Regions from separate parts of the Macaca mulatta genome. Here region 2 is linked to region 1. A link is a contact called in public Micro-C data. All regions are on one chromosome and are shown on one strand. The core of a region is the stretch at or near the end of the contact, and the rest is flanking DNA. Distances in the headings are between cores, read along the strand shown.

The links. A called contact is a pair of places that touch in the nucleus more often than the background predicts.
Region 2: a contact with region 1 is called in a Micro-C map of CD4 T cells, with 16 times the contacts expected there. The contact joins the enhancer-like site here to the promoter of HPS3 in region 1. A contact is called at or near these places in 7 of 14 Hi-C or Micro-C datasets (CD4 T cells, blood, fetal cortex germinal zone and 4 more).

What each region holds. Positions count from the first base shown.
Region 1 is chr2:52,127,840-52,135,381 of T2T-MMU8v2.0, forward strand. It overlaps HPS3 (HPS3 biogenesis of lysosomal organelles complex 2 subunit 1), which reads left to right and starts at 1,869. Exons shown (of 15, transcript XR_013413595.1): 1 at 1,869-2,210. HLTF (helicase like transcription factor) reads right to left here and starts at 2,584. Exons shown (of 26, transcript XM_077991557.1): 1 at 1,919-2,584. The coding sequence starts at 1,974.
Region 2 is chr2:52,268,189-52,275,623 of T2T-MMU8v2.0, forward strand. No RefSeq gene overlaps it. Among named protein-coding and RNA genes, the nearest start is that of CPHL1, 22 kb to the left of the region's middle. Within about 2 kb of position 3,868, at least 2 of the 40 cell types and tissues checked have an H3K27ac peak or open chromatin away from gene starts, as enhancers often do. A contact at or near this core is called in CD4 T cells, where this site is marked.

The DNA.
Region 1 (7,542 bases), core at 619-3,118:
CATATGTTGAAGCTGTAACCTCCAATACCTCAGAATGTGACTGTATATAGCGATAGGGCCTTTAAGAAAGAAGACTAAATAAGATCATAAGGGTAGGTCCTAATCTAATATGGCTGGTGTCTTTATAAGACGAGGGAGAGACACCAGGGATGCAGGCACATGGAGGAAAGACCATATGAGCACATAATAAAAAGGTAGTCATCTTCAAGCCAAGGAGAGGGGCTTCAGGAGAAACCAGACCTGCTGACATCTTGGACTTCTAGCCTCCAGACCTGTGAAAATGAAATGTCTATTGTGTAAGCCACCCAGTCTGTGGTATTTTGTTATGGCAGCCCTTGCAAACAAAATACAACCTCCCATAAGGAATTGATGGTGTGCCATTGCTGCCCCTGCATTTGTAACGGGAATGCAAGTGGGCAGCTCCTGCTCACAGCTCCTGACAAATGTGGAAACCAGACACATGCCCCAACTTCCCTTGAGTAGCATGTCTCTTCCCAAAGAATTTTAGATGAGTCAGGTGCAGTGACTATACTAAGGAAGAAGACACTATCTCTAGGAAGGACTGGGGTTCCAGGCTTTGAGCAAATCTCACTTCTTTATCCAAAATAGATATTCTTTTTATGCAGGTGAGATTACATTAAAGTCAATATCAGTCTTCATTAGGAGGAAATTGAATTAGGAGAATTAAGTCTTGAAGGAGAAAATTAAGCCAAAAAGAATAATATGGCAGATATTTGTAGAAACGAACCTTTTTTACTATTGATTGTGATATTTGCTCTCAAGTGTTGTATCTAGAACAAATAACTGGTGGACTATTAGTCTGGTTGTTTTCCACAGAAGCTTTCTGTGATTTTTTGCAGCCTTAGTTCCTGACCTGAGCTACCTCCATGTCTACTTCTCTGCCTCACTGAGTTTGAAGAATCTGTTGTCTCCCATTACTTAGAGATACTTTATTCATCTGAAGGGCCTAGGAAAGGGAGGCAAGTTTAACTGCAATCCAATTGCATCTAATTTACAAATCCTTGAAATAAAGGGCTCAAGAGGGTGATTGAACTGGAAACTGACTAAAGAAAATTTTGCACTTTCATTTATGTCCCTGTGTGCCTAAACAAAACAGCATCCCTCAATCCATGCTAACACATACATTTTCTAGGTGAATTGGAAAAAGTTATACTACTTGTTTCATCTAAATCTGTTTTAAAAAAAGGGAAAGCGTTGCGATCGTTAACTCCACGCTGAGATGTCAGGAATGGATCATTTACTACATAGTTTTAGGAGCACTGGACTGAAAGCCAGGGAATTTCCCTCCTAGTTCTTCTATCCTCTGGGGTTCAAACTAGTCTTTTGTCAAATGCCTACAAGATGAAATCCATGAATTCTTTCATTAAACAAATATCTTTTTGCCAAGCACGTTCAAGGCGTTGCTCTTTCCTGCTAAACTATTCTAGAATTTCCACTATTTTTTAGCAACTCTTCAGAGTGTTTAGCCCCGAGTTGCACCCCATTTCAGTTTTTGCAACCCCATCCTCCAGAAGCTCTGGGGCTACTGAAGAGGCATGAATAACGCTCCTGAAAGTAAGTACAAAATGTTACAAGATAGATGATGAATTGTCAGAACGTATTCAAAAATCAAAACATCTCGCCTGGCCCGAAGCAGTAAAAGACGAAAGGCAGGACCCAGCGGTCCCCGCACCCACCAGCCACTGAGCGTAGAGCGGTGGCGCGCTCTGGGCGGCGGAGTACGAGGCGTGGAGACCGAAAGCACCGCAACGCCTGAGCGCGGGCCAGATGGGCGTGACCGCTTTCCCGAAGCCCGCCACGCCCAGCGGCTGCCCCTTTAAGTAGCTTAGCCGCGGGCGGGGCCGGCTGGCGTTCACGTGACTCGGCGTCGCCGGCTCGCTCACGGAAGTGGTCTTACCTTCGCGTTCGGCTGGGGGTCTCCGGGCGCCCTGCGGGGCGGGCAGGCTGGGCCATCCAGCAGCCGGAGGTCGGGATGGTGCAGCTGTACAACCTTCACCCGTTCGGGTCACAGCAGGTGGTGCCCTGCAAGCTGGAGCCGGAGCGGTTCTGCGGCGGGGGGCGTGACGCGCTTTTCGTGGCGGCGGGCTGCAAGGTGGAGGCTTTCGCGGTGGCGGGCCAGGAGCTGTGCCAGCCGCGGTGCGCCTTCTCCACGCTGGGCCGGGTGCTGCGCCTGGCCTACAGTGAGGCGGGTGAGTAATCCGGAGAGCCAGAGGCCGCCTGGGGCCCGGCTTGGGGCCTCCTAGCTAGCGGACCGAGCGTCCGTGCTGCAGCTCTAGCTGGGGATGGGACTTCTTGCTTTCCGGAACTTGCCGGATGGTCTCCCTGGGTCTGGCATCTGATTGCTTGAAGTCGCATTGAGCTATGCGGTTGTCGCGGCAAGCATAGGTATGAGCTTGCTTCTGTCGGGGCGGAGACGCTGATATCTCCTCTTCGTTTTGGGTCTCCGCAGAAAGGCCTCTGGCTGGATTCCACTCATTTCGGATACTTAAGCAAACAACAACAAAAGACTCTTTAGTGCAAAGATTTCAAAGACTTACCAAAAAAAAAAAAAAAAAAAAAAGTAGGAGTAAGGAGACTGGTACTGTATCCTGAACCTCCAAGTACTCCCAGCTTTAACAATTACTCCAACTCACGGCCAGTCCTTTCACATCAGTACCTCCATCCACTTCCGGTCGATTTTTGAAAGCTCACGTTATGTGTTGATTTTTAAATCTGTGTTAATAGAACTCAAGTCTTAGATTGCGCCCCTTCTCTTCTCTTAACCAGCTGTGGCCGGGCGCAGTGGCTCACGCCTGTAATCCCAGCACTTTGGGAGGCCGAGGCGGGCGGATCACGAGGTCAGGAGTTCGGCCAGCCTGGCCAATTTAGTGAAACCCCGTCTTTACTGAAAATACAAAAATTAGCCGGGCGTGGTGGCGGGAGCCTGTAGTTTCAGCTACTGGGGAGGCTGAGGCAGGAGAATCGCTAGAACCGGGGAGGCGGAGGTTGCAGTGAGCGGAGATTGCGCCCTTAGACTCCAGTGTAGGCGACAGAGCGAGACTCCGTCTCAAACAAACAAAAACAAAACAGTTGTAAGAGCAGCCATTACTCTTTCCCACCAGAAATGTAAAGGAATGCCAAGGAAATACTGTGTGGGTGAATCCTATTTTAGAAAAATCCAACATTTAAAACTAGATCCCTTTTAGGTCACAGAAGAATTTACCATAGAATTCCTTTAATACACTTACCTTCGATTCATACTTTACAAGATGGGTGTAAAGTTCGATATTTACGGTGCAAAAGCTGGTGGCTGTGGTATTAATGAAGCGGAGAGCTTGAACCTGGAAGATTGGAGATGTCTCTAATCCCTACCCTGCAGCTGGTTCGGTGTGAGTTTATAGAAACCGTGGGGTCTGAATTTATGTTAAAAAAAAAAAAAGTCGAATTAATAGATTAGTGATATCCAGACACTGAGATTTTGTGTTAGTGATATCCAGACACTGGGATTTTGTGGCTCAATTAAAAACTGTGGGGTTACCATACATAGCATCTGACTGCTTATTTTGTCAAGACATACAGGCATACCTTATTTTTTTTGCATTTCACTTTGTTGTACTTTGCAGATCCTGCGTTTTCTTTTTGGTGGTTGTTTGTTTGTTTTTTGTTTTTTTACCAATTGAAAGTTTGTGGCAACCCTGTGTGGAGCAAATCTGCCAGTTCCATTTTTCACACTGCATGTGCTTGCTACATGTCTCTGAGTCACATTTTGGTAATTCTTGGCAGTATTTCAAACTTTATCATTATTATTATATCTGTTATGGTGATCAGCGATCTTTGATGTTACTATTGTAATAGTTTTGGGGTGCCATGAACCGTGCCCATATGAGATGGTGAACTTAATTGACATGTGTTATGTGTGTTCTGATTACTGCTCTGATAGTCTCTGCCTCCTCAGGCTGCCCTATTCCCTGAACAACAATATTGAAATCAGGCCAATTAATAACCCTACAATGTCTTCTAAGTGTTCAAGTGACACTTGGATGTCTCTCACTTTAAATTAAAAGCTAGAATGATTAAGCTTAGTGAGGAAGGCAGGCATGTCAGAAGCTGAGATAGGCTGCACGGTAGGCCTCTTGCACCAAACACTTAGCCAAGTTGTGACTGTAAAGCAAAAGTTCTTGAAATTAAATGTGTTACTCTAGTGAACACAAATGATTAGAAAGCCTTATTGCTGTTGGGAAAAAAACTTTGAGTGCTCTAGATAGAAGATCAAGCCAGCCAAAATACTCCCTTAAGCCCAGGCTTAATACAGAGCAAGGCCCTCTGTTCAATTCTGTGAAGGCTGAGAGAGGTGAGAAGCTGCAGAAGAAAAGTTTAAAGCTAGCAGAGTTCAGCTCATGAGGTTTAAGGGAAGAAGCTGTCTCCATAATACAAAAGTGCAAAGTGAAGCAGCAAGTGATGATGTAGAATCTGCAGCAAGTTATCCAGAAGTCTAGAAGATCCAGCTAAGATGATTTTATGGAGGCAGCTGTTCTAAACAACAGATTTTCAATGTAGACAAAACAGTCTTAAATTGGAAGACTATGCCATCTAGGAGTTTCTTGGCTAGAGAGGAGAAGATAATGCCTGGCTTCGAAGAACAGGCTGACTCTTGTTAGGGGGTGATGCAGCTGGTGACTAAATTGAGGCCAGTGCTCATTTACCATTCTGAAAATCATAGAGCCCTTTTAAAAATTATGTTAAATCTACTCTTCCCGTGCTTTAGAAATGAAACAAGCCTGGGTAACAGCACAGCTGTTACAGCATTGTTTAAGCCCACTGTTTTGATCTGCTCAGAAACCAGTATTCTTTTCGAAAGATTACTGCACATTGACAATGCACCTAGTCCTTCAAGACCTCTGACGGAGATGTAGAAGGAGATTGGTGTTGTTTTCATGCCTGCTAATACAGCATCCATTCTGCAGCCCATGGATTAAGTAGTAATTTTAACTTTCAAGTCTCATTAAAGAAACACATTTGGTAAGGCTATAACTGCCACAGATAGTGATTCTTCTGATGGATCTGGGCAAAATAAATTGAAAACCGTCTGGAAAGAATTCACCCATTCTAGACATCATTAGAAACATTCAGGTTCATGGAAGGAGGTCAGATACCAACATTAACAAGAGTTTGGAAGTAGTCGATTCCAACCCTCATGGATGACTTTGAAAGGCTCAAGACTTAGGTCGATGAAATAACAGTAGATGTAGTGGAAATATCAAGAAAGCTAGAATTAGAAGTGGAGCCTGAAGATGTGATGGAATTCCTGCAATCTTATGATCAAACTTGAATGGATGAGGAGTTGCTTCTTATGGATAAACAAAGAAAGTGGTTTCTTGAGATGGAGTCTGTTTCTATTGAGGATGCTGTGAACATTGTTGAAATGACAGCAAAGGATTTAGAATATTCCATAAACTTAGTTGATAAAGTAGTGACAAGGTTTGAAAAGACTGACTCCGATTTTGAAGTTCTACTGTGGGTAAAATGCTGTCAAATAGCATTGCATGCTACAGAGAAACCTTTTGCGAAAGGAAGAGTCATTTGATGGAGCAAACTTAATTGTTGTTTTTTTATTTGATTTGATTATTTTTTTTTGAGACAGAGCTTCGCTCTTGTTGCCCAGGCTGGAGTGCAATGGTGTGATCTCAGCTCACCACAACCTCTACCTCCGGGGTTCAAGCAATTCCCAGCCTCAGCCCTCCAAGTAGCTGGGATTACAGGCATGCACCACCATGCCCGGCGAATTTTATATTTTTAGTAGAGATGGGGTTTCTCCACGGTTGGTCAGGCTGGTCTTGAACTCCCGACCTCAGGTGATCCACCCACCTCGGCCTCTCAAAGTGCTGGGATTACAGGTGTGAGCCACTGTGCACAGCCCATTGTTGTCTTATTTTAAGGATTTGCCACAGCCACCCCAGCCTCTGGTGACCACCGCCCTGAGCAGTCAGCAGCCATCAGCATTGGGGCAAGACCGTTCACCAGCAAAAAGATTATGTCTCATTAAAGGCTTGGATGATCGTTAGCATTTTTTAGTGATAAAGTATTTTTAGTTAAGGTATCTACATTGCTTTGTTTTTTATTTATTTATTTTTTTAGGTATAATGCAATTGCATACCTAATAGACTATAATCTAGTACAAACATAACTTTTTTTATGTACTGGGAGGCCAAAAAATTTATGTGACTCTTTTTATTGTGTTACTTGCTTTATTGCAGTGGTCTGGAAACAGTCCTCCAATATCTCTGGGATATACCTGTGTTTTTTTTTAAAAAACGAAAAGGCTTACTATTTATTGTCATTATTTATAAAAAAAAAAAAACACTTAGCATCAAACATTGGATATCTTTAGCTTTGTGAGCAACTTACTCTGCTGTCATTGGTTTTTTGTTTTTGTTTTTGTTTTTGCCTAATGACAACATCAACAGGCCTGCACTGGGCCACGGACCTGTTTGAAAACCTCTCATTAACTTAAGTTCCCTTTTAGCAGGAATACTCCAATTTTGGTATTTCTTATAAAATCTGTCTTTAATGGTCAGATCTGTTACAACATTGGTAGTTTTCTCTACGCCACCCCTTTTAAGGCATAACAGTTCTCACTTCAAGAGTTCTATTGAGTAACAAACTCACCACTTTCAACTTTTGTGTGTGTGTGTGTGAGAGAGAGAGAGAGAGAGAAAGAAAGAAAGACAGAGACAAGCATACACACAGACAGATAGTATGTTTACATGATTTCCTTCCTTCTTCCACGTGGATGTTTATTTTAGAATTTGGAGTGGCAGGTATTATGTAAACTTCTAGCTTTCTTGCCTGTCAGATCCTTGGATGGCCACTACCTATGCATAGCAATCACTTGGGGAGTTTTTAAAAATCCCCATGCCTGGGCCACACCCTCAGAGATAACAGTAGTAGTTTCCCTGGAGTGAGACCAGCACTGGGGTAAGTCAGATATTTAATCAGGATTGAGAACCACTGACCTAGAACAGTACTGACTGCAGGAGGCCATGAGTAGTATTGTAACCTCATTAACGAGGCCTTGAAGAATAAATATGTTTTTATAATCCAGTTGGCTGCCTTAAAGCAAGTTCAAGAGTCATGTGGGATGGAATTAGCATCACGGGTCATGTGGCTCAAGGATAAGTTTCAGTCTACAGCTTGAACTTCAACCCCCTGGGTACAGCTCCTATTAATCTACCCGTAAAGGAACATAAATAGGGCTGACTCTGGCTATGATGGTATCCAGATAACTTGTTTTCCACTTCACAGCGTTTCCCTTTTGGCCCCTTCCTTCAATTCACAATAACTGGGACATGAGGATTTCTGCTCAATGCCCAGCGTCCTCCTCTGTAGCAAGTCTCCTCATCAAAAATGGAAGGAATCTTACATCAATCATCTGTATTTACTAAAAATGCTTTTCAGGTCTCTACTCAAGCAGAAAACATTTTCAGGTTAAAAAAAAATCTCAAATTAGCTGAAAGTTGTTTTTAAAATAAAATTTGGGGGTAT
Region 2 (7,435 bases), core at 2,618-5,117, 140 kb after region 1:
TGGAGTAAATTAAAGAGCAGAAAAGCTTCAGAAGGACGTAGAAAGAGAAGACACACAGGAGAAAGTGATGGGATCCCATCAGCCAACTAGGCTCTGAGGCATTTTTTCACCTGGTCTAGGGCTGACAGTAGTCTTTCTGCAGGGCTGAGGTGGAAAGACTGGCTTGAGGGCATGATCTGAGAATAAGGTAGATAGGACGTATTTGTGGAGCCGAGTTTACATTTTAATCTGAAAATGATCATCTTTTCTAAGTGATAGCTTTTTATCACTAAATTCAGTCCTTGAGTTATAATAGCCGTGAGTGGTTCTTCTTTTTCTTACACCCCTGGGAGGGATGCAGCACATAGAAAATCCTGATAAATACTTATCATCTGGTTTGAATAATTAATTGAAACATGATACTAACCAAAGTTCGGGACCTACAAAAAGAAAGGTTTTCATCAGAGAAGTAAACTCCATTTTTCTACCAAAAAAATAAAGTTAAATTCCTTAATTTCTAATGAAAATTATGTTTTCTGATTAAAAAATAACACAGAACATTTACATGATCATATATAGAGTTTTGTCATATTCAAGAATAAAAAAGATAAATAACATCATAACTGACCGTTCTGTTATTAAATGGCAAATGTGATTGGAGAGGGAAATAAACAAAAATAAGGAGGTTTACTTGAGTAATCAATTAGAATTATTGGGTTCTGCATAATTTCTTGCTCTGCTTCTCATAGGATTTTGATACTTGTTTCCTCAATTAAAGAAAAAGCTGTAATAATATCTGCTCTGTCTGACACTCAGGGTTTATATTCTCACAATGAATATAAAAGTTTTTGTAAAAACAGCAACCCAATTCTAAATACTTAAAAGGATTTATAGTAATCAAGTGAAAAGTTGTCACTGACTGTTTCCAAAAGGAATCATATCACTTTCTTGGATATCGGTTTCTTCATTTGTAAGGTAAGACATTTGTAATGGGCTATGACCTTGGAAGTTCTCTGACTCTGTGTTACGCAAAACTAATAAATCCCTACCATGCACCTGGCATCCCAGCATCCACAATCCAGTGCCCTTGGCCACCATGAAGGCATCTTCTAGTGAGGAGGGGAAGACCACAATGGTGTCCTTTCTGTGATTCCGAGAGATCAGAGTTTGTCCATGGAGGTAGACGGGGTGTATGTCAGCCTCGCCACCCATGCCAACAAAATACCACTTGACCCTATCTTCAGCACACATCGTGAGATTGGGCAGATTGCCATAGATGTATCCATTTATTGCTGAAAATAAATGTATATTAATCAATCAGGCATGATAGATCAGTGCAACCTTGTAAAAATTCTATGTATTTCCTCGTTATATTAATACAAACCTCACAATGTCAACATTGTTCTCATACATAATCTACAACATCTGATGTGTTTCATGGGAAAGGAGTCCATATGCATTGTGTATGATGAGAAGTGAGCGGAGCACAAAGGTTTAAAGGCAAGAGGAGAAAAAGTCAGCTGAAAGGCAGGAAGCAGTGAAAAGGGGAAAAAAAAGAAACTAAGTTCATGAGAGAAGCAAGCAAGGATAAGGGTGACGGATTATGACGACATCATTTCTGAAAAATTCTATGTCGGATAAAAACACATATTCATAAAATATTTGGTCAATAATGTCTTTGTTATTCCATATTTTATTACTTGAAGTAACATCTTTCTTAGGTATTTACCATCTATTTATATCAATATAAGACTTCAGAAAACAAATGTTGACCAAACTTTACTTGCTATAGGACTTAGGAAATGAGCAGGCTTTAACTAGTGATTTGCATTTGCATGTCAGTCCAGTATACTCTGAGCGAAACGCTGCAAAATATAAACTCAACTAAATAAACTTGAACAAAGGGAAATGACTGAATACGATCATAGAAGTTAGAATTATAAGATATTATGTATGAGAAAGTTCTTTTTCATCGTACATTGCATGCTCATGCTCTCCTCAAAACCGGGATCACTAGTATTAATTTTGCCAGATTCAGTAAATGCACGAATATTTTCATCACTATACCAGCTTCTGCTTTCATCAGTTGTAGAAAACAGCAGAAAATAAGACCTGTCAATATCTTTTTCAGTGTCTCCATTCAGTGTCCCTGAAACAAAAAACACATTTCTTACTTTTCATATAAACATTAATTAGAACCATTGTTACAGATATAACTAAACTGCTTTTACGATCTACAGTTTTGTTAATTGTTAGGACACATGAAAAAGGTAAATGGGATGTGGGATGCCAGTTTTTGTAAAGTTTACAACAAACTTTTAAAAGCATATTATTTATATGAAGCCATATTTAAATAATCCATACTCATCTCTACATCAAATCAGTAACTTTCTGCAGTGTCTGCATCTGATGACCATTATCGCATGAGATTGTTCAAAGTCTCAAAATTTGTACTTCCTCAAATGAAGGATAACTTTAGTTCATACCAATTTATTTATTCTTCTATGCTTATATTCAACAAATATTTATTGAATATGTGTAATGTGTTAGGTACTATGGCAAGTTAAATTCATAAAAGTGAACAAGACAGTTATCTACCCTTGCAGGGCATATAATCAAGGATGGACGCCATAATTAATAAGATACTATAGTGTGTAAAGTTCTATAGTAGGGAAGAGCTCAGTGTTTGGGAGCTGGTTAATTTAATCTTGGGTATGGAAATCTTTTCTGAAGGCAGTAACACCTCAGTTGATATTTGAAGGATGAGAAGTTTGCTGGGGTGTACCTGTAGAGAAGATTACAGGCAGCAATTAAGACAAAAGGAATTTGGACTTTATCGTCAGAACATTCAGCAGTCTTGCCATTATGCAACTGAGTTCCTTGCAAGTTTGAGAAGGGCAAAAAGCTCTTCCAAAGTTGGTTTAAAAAGTTATTTCCCAGCCGGGCGCGGTGGCTCACACCTTTAATCCCAGCCCCTTGGGAGGCCAAGACGGAAGGATGGCAAGGTCAGGAATTCAAGACCAGCCTGGCCAATATGGTGAAACCCCGCCTCTACTAAAAGTACAAAAAAAATTGGCTGTGCGTGGTGACATGCGTCTGTATAGGCTGAGGCAGGAAAATTGCTTGAACCCGAGAGGCGGAGCTTGCAGTGAACCGAGATCAAGCCACTGCACACCAGCCTGGGTGATAGAGCGAGACTCTATCTCAAAAACAAAAAAGTTATCTCCCAAGGAATGTAATTTGTAGTCATGAGACTATGTGTGTTTGCCATAGGAAACTGCAATTGTTAAAATATTTATTGTGGAGAGCTGTTTGTTCACCTAAAATTTAAACTTTGATTGTCATAGGAAGTTAAATTTGCTCATTAACTTCATAATCAATCTAGTGCTTCACTTTGTTGATCTTGTTTTAACGAACCAAATCAGAATTTTCAAAACTCTATATTCCCTTGCAAGTTGGAAACATATCGGTAAAACTTCCTCCTTGCAAGAATTAATAAACTCATGATTCTAACTGATTCACCTTAAAACAAACATAAACACAAAAAGGTGGCAGTAATTTTGAATGAAGGCTGAAGTGAAGTTCATTGGGTTTGACTACCATCTAGTGACCAACCTGCATTATTGGTTGAACTGAGGGTTGGAGTTGAGATCGCCATCTAGTGCTCAGAGTCCAAGATGGCGAGTTTCCACTCTTGACTGGAAAACCAAGGTTACGGCAGGAAAATGGAGTGCCTTGGATGGTAAAATTCCTCTAGGAGAGCAGAGGATAGCCTACACATTCTGGTTTACTCTTTTACGGCAATGAGATTTTTCAACAAAGTTACCTCTTTTACAAGTCAGAATTGGTCCAATAAGTCCCGAAGCTACGTCTCTTGCAGTATCTATATGGGAGTGGTAAATCCTTGTCACACAATTACTGTCATTGGGGCCCGGCCCCTGATGTTCTTCTACATACCACTTGTAGGTATATTGTTTCCCTGGCTCCAGATAGCCATCTTCCTTTTCCTGGCCTGTTGTATTATCAGGATAGATGGCACCTGGAAAACATATTCTGCACTGTGGTTACAGTAAATATTGGATAACACTATTTTGAATGTGACTCGGGCTTCCTCCATTAAGCTATTTTGCATTTCTCAAAAAGTATGCATTTCTCCCCACCATTTCCCATATTCCTACCTCCCTAAATCCCTTTTAGTTGGCTTCTACCTGAATGCTCAGCTTGGCTGCAGTTTTTGGACTAAATTAGAACGAGGCAGGCAGTATATTAATAGACTATCATTACCTTTACTGATAGATACAACAAATATTTATTTTGCACCTCCCATGTGCCTAGATCTCAGATGCAGAGGTAACCTCTGGACTCCCGAGTTGCCCTCCATATTTTCTTCATTGCCAGTCAGACTTGGGACCCAGGGCATCCAAGGGTGTCCCTGTTACTTCCAAGTAGCCCACTGCAATCTGAAGGTGGCCCATGCCACTACTCTGAACTATTACCTCAGTTCTGACTTTGGACCCTTCTCGCCTTTCTTTCTTCTTCTCTGGCTAAAAGGTTGCCTCAGATCCTTACCCCTCATGACTTGGATCCTGCTAACTATGAATAAAATTCCTTTAGTCAATAAAAAACTTTGAAACATGAGCAGCCTCTGATTCTCTGTTCTTCTTTTGGGACCCTCCTGTTCCACACTATCATGAAGAAATTATGACTGACTGACTTTTGTACTTTTTTCCTACCCAGCAGCCCATCTGGAACTGGCTCCAGTCATGGTCTGGTTTCCTGAGTCTGTTTCAGTCCAGAGGATTAATTCAAGGCCTGTTTCTAGTTCTTCTTCATGCTTCCCTGAGGGAGTCATCAAACCTCAGTCTAAGTTTCGAAAGTTGATTAAAAAATAAACAAATAAAGCAAACTCTTGTTAACATTTTTCACTTTATATGTCTATAATATAGACTATTTTTCTTTTATTTTTTTCATAGAATATATTTAAAGGGCAATAATCATTGCAAGATGGTCATGTAACATGGCAAAATATTAATGACAGATGAATGGAATGGCATATGGGATTTCCACTGCCCTGTATTATCATAGAGCCTCTGTTGGAAAGAGCACATATTCTATAGGTGGTACTCTTATCAACTTGGCCCAAAGTTCCAGTTTTCTAAAGAGTTATGACAGGCCTTTTAAAAACCGTATTTCAAACACTGGGAAAAAATATCTGTGTTCTACTAAAGACAAGTCCAAACTCTCTTTTCCTAGCTTTCCTTGTTGTCTTCCAAAAACTCACAAAATCCTATTTGTTGACTTTCTCTTCCCTTCCTTTTTTTCAAAATCATGATGTATCTGTGACTATAGTTGTGTAGGAGAGAAGATTCTGTCTGGAGAGTAGTGATTTCTCTTGACACTGATATCTTCCCAGAGGGTGATCCTCATCTACTAGGAAATGGAAATGAGGTGGGGGCAGAACAGGATTTCTGCCAAGCTAACATTTAGCTGTGTTTCCTACAAAACAAAACAAAACAAAATGCCTTTTTTTTTCTTTTCTGGTGATGAAGGGAAAAGTGTTTTATTTCCTAGGAATTGCATAAGGGCTGTCACTCAAGATGAGAAACTGAAAAAGGACTGTCTTGGGGATAAACATTAAATATATGAGAAGTAGAGTCTGCATCCACTCTAAACTCCATGTAGCTCATAATGCTGATCACCTGGCTTTTTCTAATGCAATGTGCTCATACGCTCCATAAGCAAAACTCAGGAATGTCAGGAAAGAGGATCCGCTTACCTTCATTTTCTTTGGAGTAGGTGAGTCCATGAGGATGATAACTATAAGCTCTTGAAGCATTATTTTTTACATGTACATAAATGAAGTCTCCAGTCTCTGCCTTAATCATTGGGCCTAAAAATCCCAACCAGGATGGTTTTTCAATGATCCTTTGAAATGTATTATCAGTATATTGAAAATACAACGCCTTTTTATAAACAAAGCTCTTCCTTGCTTGACTTCCTTGTAGAAATTCTCTACAAACAAACAAGAGAGAACTTTAACAAATGTTGATTTTTGTTAAATAAGCAAATAAGAAACGAAGGTTAAATAAGCTAAAATGAGAAGTCAGAAGCTCTACAGCCTAATTTTGGCAGATAAAACCCAGAGGCTGGAGAAAATGTGAAGGGAGTCAAAAACAGTTGTAATTGGTGAGAAGAATGTTGAAATACTGAATGAAGATATCAAATACAAATGTAGTAAGTAAAACATGTGGCATTTTGGTTTAAAAGACATACCAAATTCTTTAAACCGAACTGCGTCTAAGTTTCTAACCCCACTTTAAGGTTACTTTAGCATTTAAATAGTCGATCAATTTCCATGATTTAGGACTGTTTACACATTTAAATGGATTTGTGGATTTGTTGGTAGCATTAAGGTGTTTTCCTCTTAAACCGTGGTAAATCAGAACCCCACTCATGTCCTCTATATTTCCCTCTCTCAATTATCTGAAGAGAAAAATCGAGAAAACAGCTACACACATATCAAAAGGAAAGTGTTGTTTTATACCTTATCAAACAAAATTAATGATAAACAGAATTAGCTATGATCTGCGAAATAACGTGTCAGGAGGACAAGAGCGGCGATCATCCCAGGAAAGAGCAATTTTGGATTTACTACCTCTTTTCCATACCATGTTTAAGCTAAACAAACAACGTGGTTCTAATGGCATATGTGCCCTGCAAGTATCAGTCACGAGAAAGTCTTCATCAGCATTTCATCAATGATCAACAATTACCAACTTTTGCTTCAGATAGTAACTTTTTAAATGCAAAGGATTACTTACAAGTCTTCAGAAAAGGGCTTTCCATTGAGCATGTTTTTACCAGAAGGAGCATAGTTCCAAATGCTTTCTTCAATGCCTATGTAGTAGTGCCTATCTATTGCCCAGCCTGGAGAACTAATAAACAGAAAGATCAATGGTAAAAGCGCCTTCATTTTCAAATTCTGAGTCTGGAGAAGCTAACTGAGTAGGGCTTGCCCACCTTTTATAATCCAGGCTTTCTTCTTTCACTTGTGTCTATTTACATACATTATGTATTCATTAGCATATATGTCATTTGCATTCCAAGTGGTTTTGGAATTCATTGTCAGGTGAGGTGAAATGTTGCACAACACACTGGATCGGTAGGTTGCCCATCATCCACTGTCCCTTGATAATGATTATCTGTTCCTAAATTATAGGAATATTCTCCTGTCTAGTCTCCAGTCTCCACTTTCTTACTATTTAGTCCATTCCACATATCATTCCCAGAAAATTATTGAAATGCTACCTTTATCAAGTTTTACTACTAGATGATAATTGAAAATTTCTTGTCATTTAAGACTTTCATTAAGTTATTCTCAAATTTCTTAGCATTTAAGACTATCCATATAATCTAGGCCCCAATCTGGTATCTCTGATATTCCAGATTTGTCCCC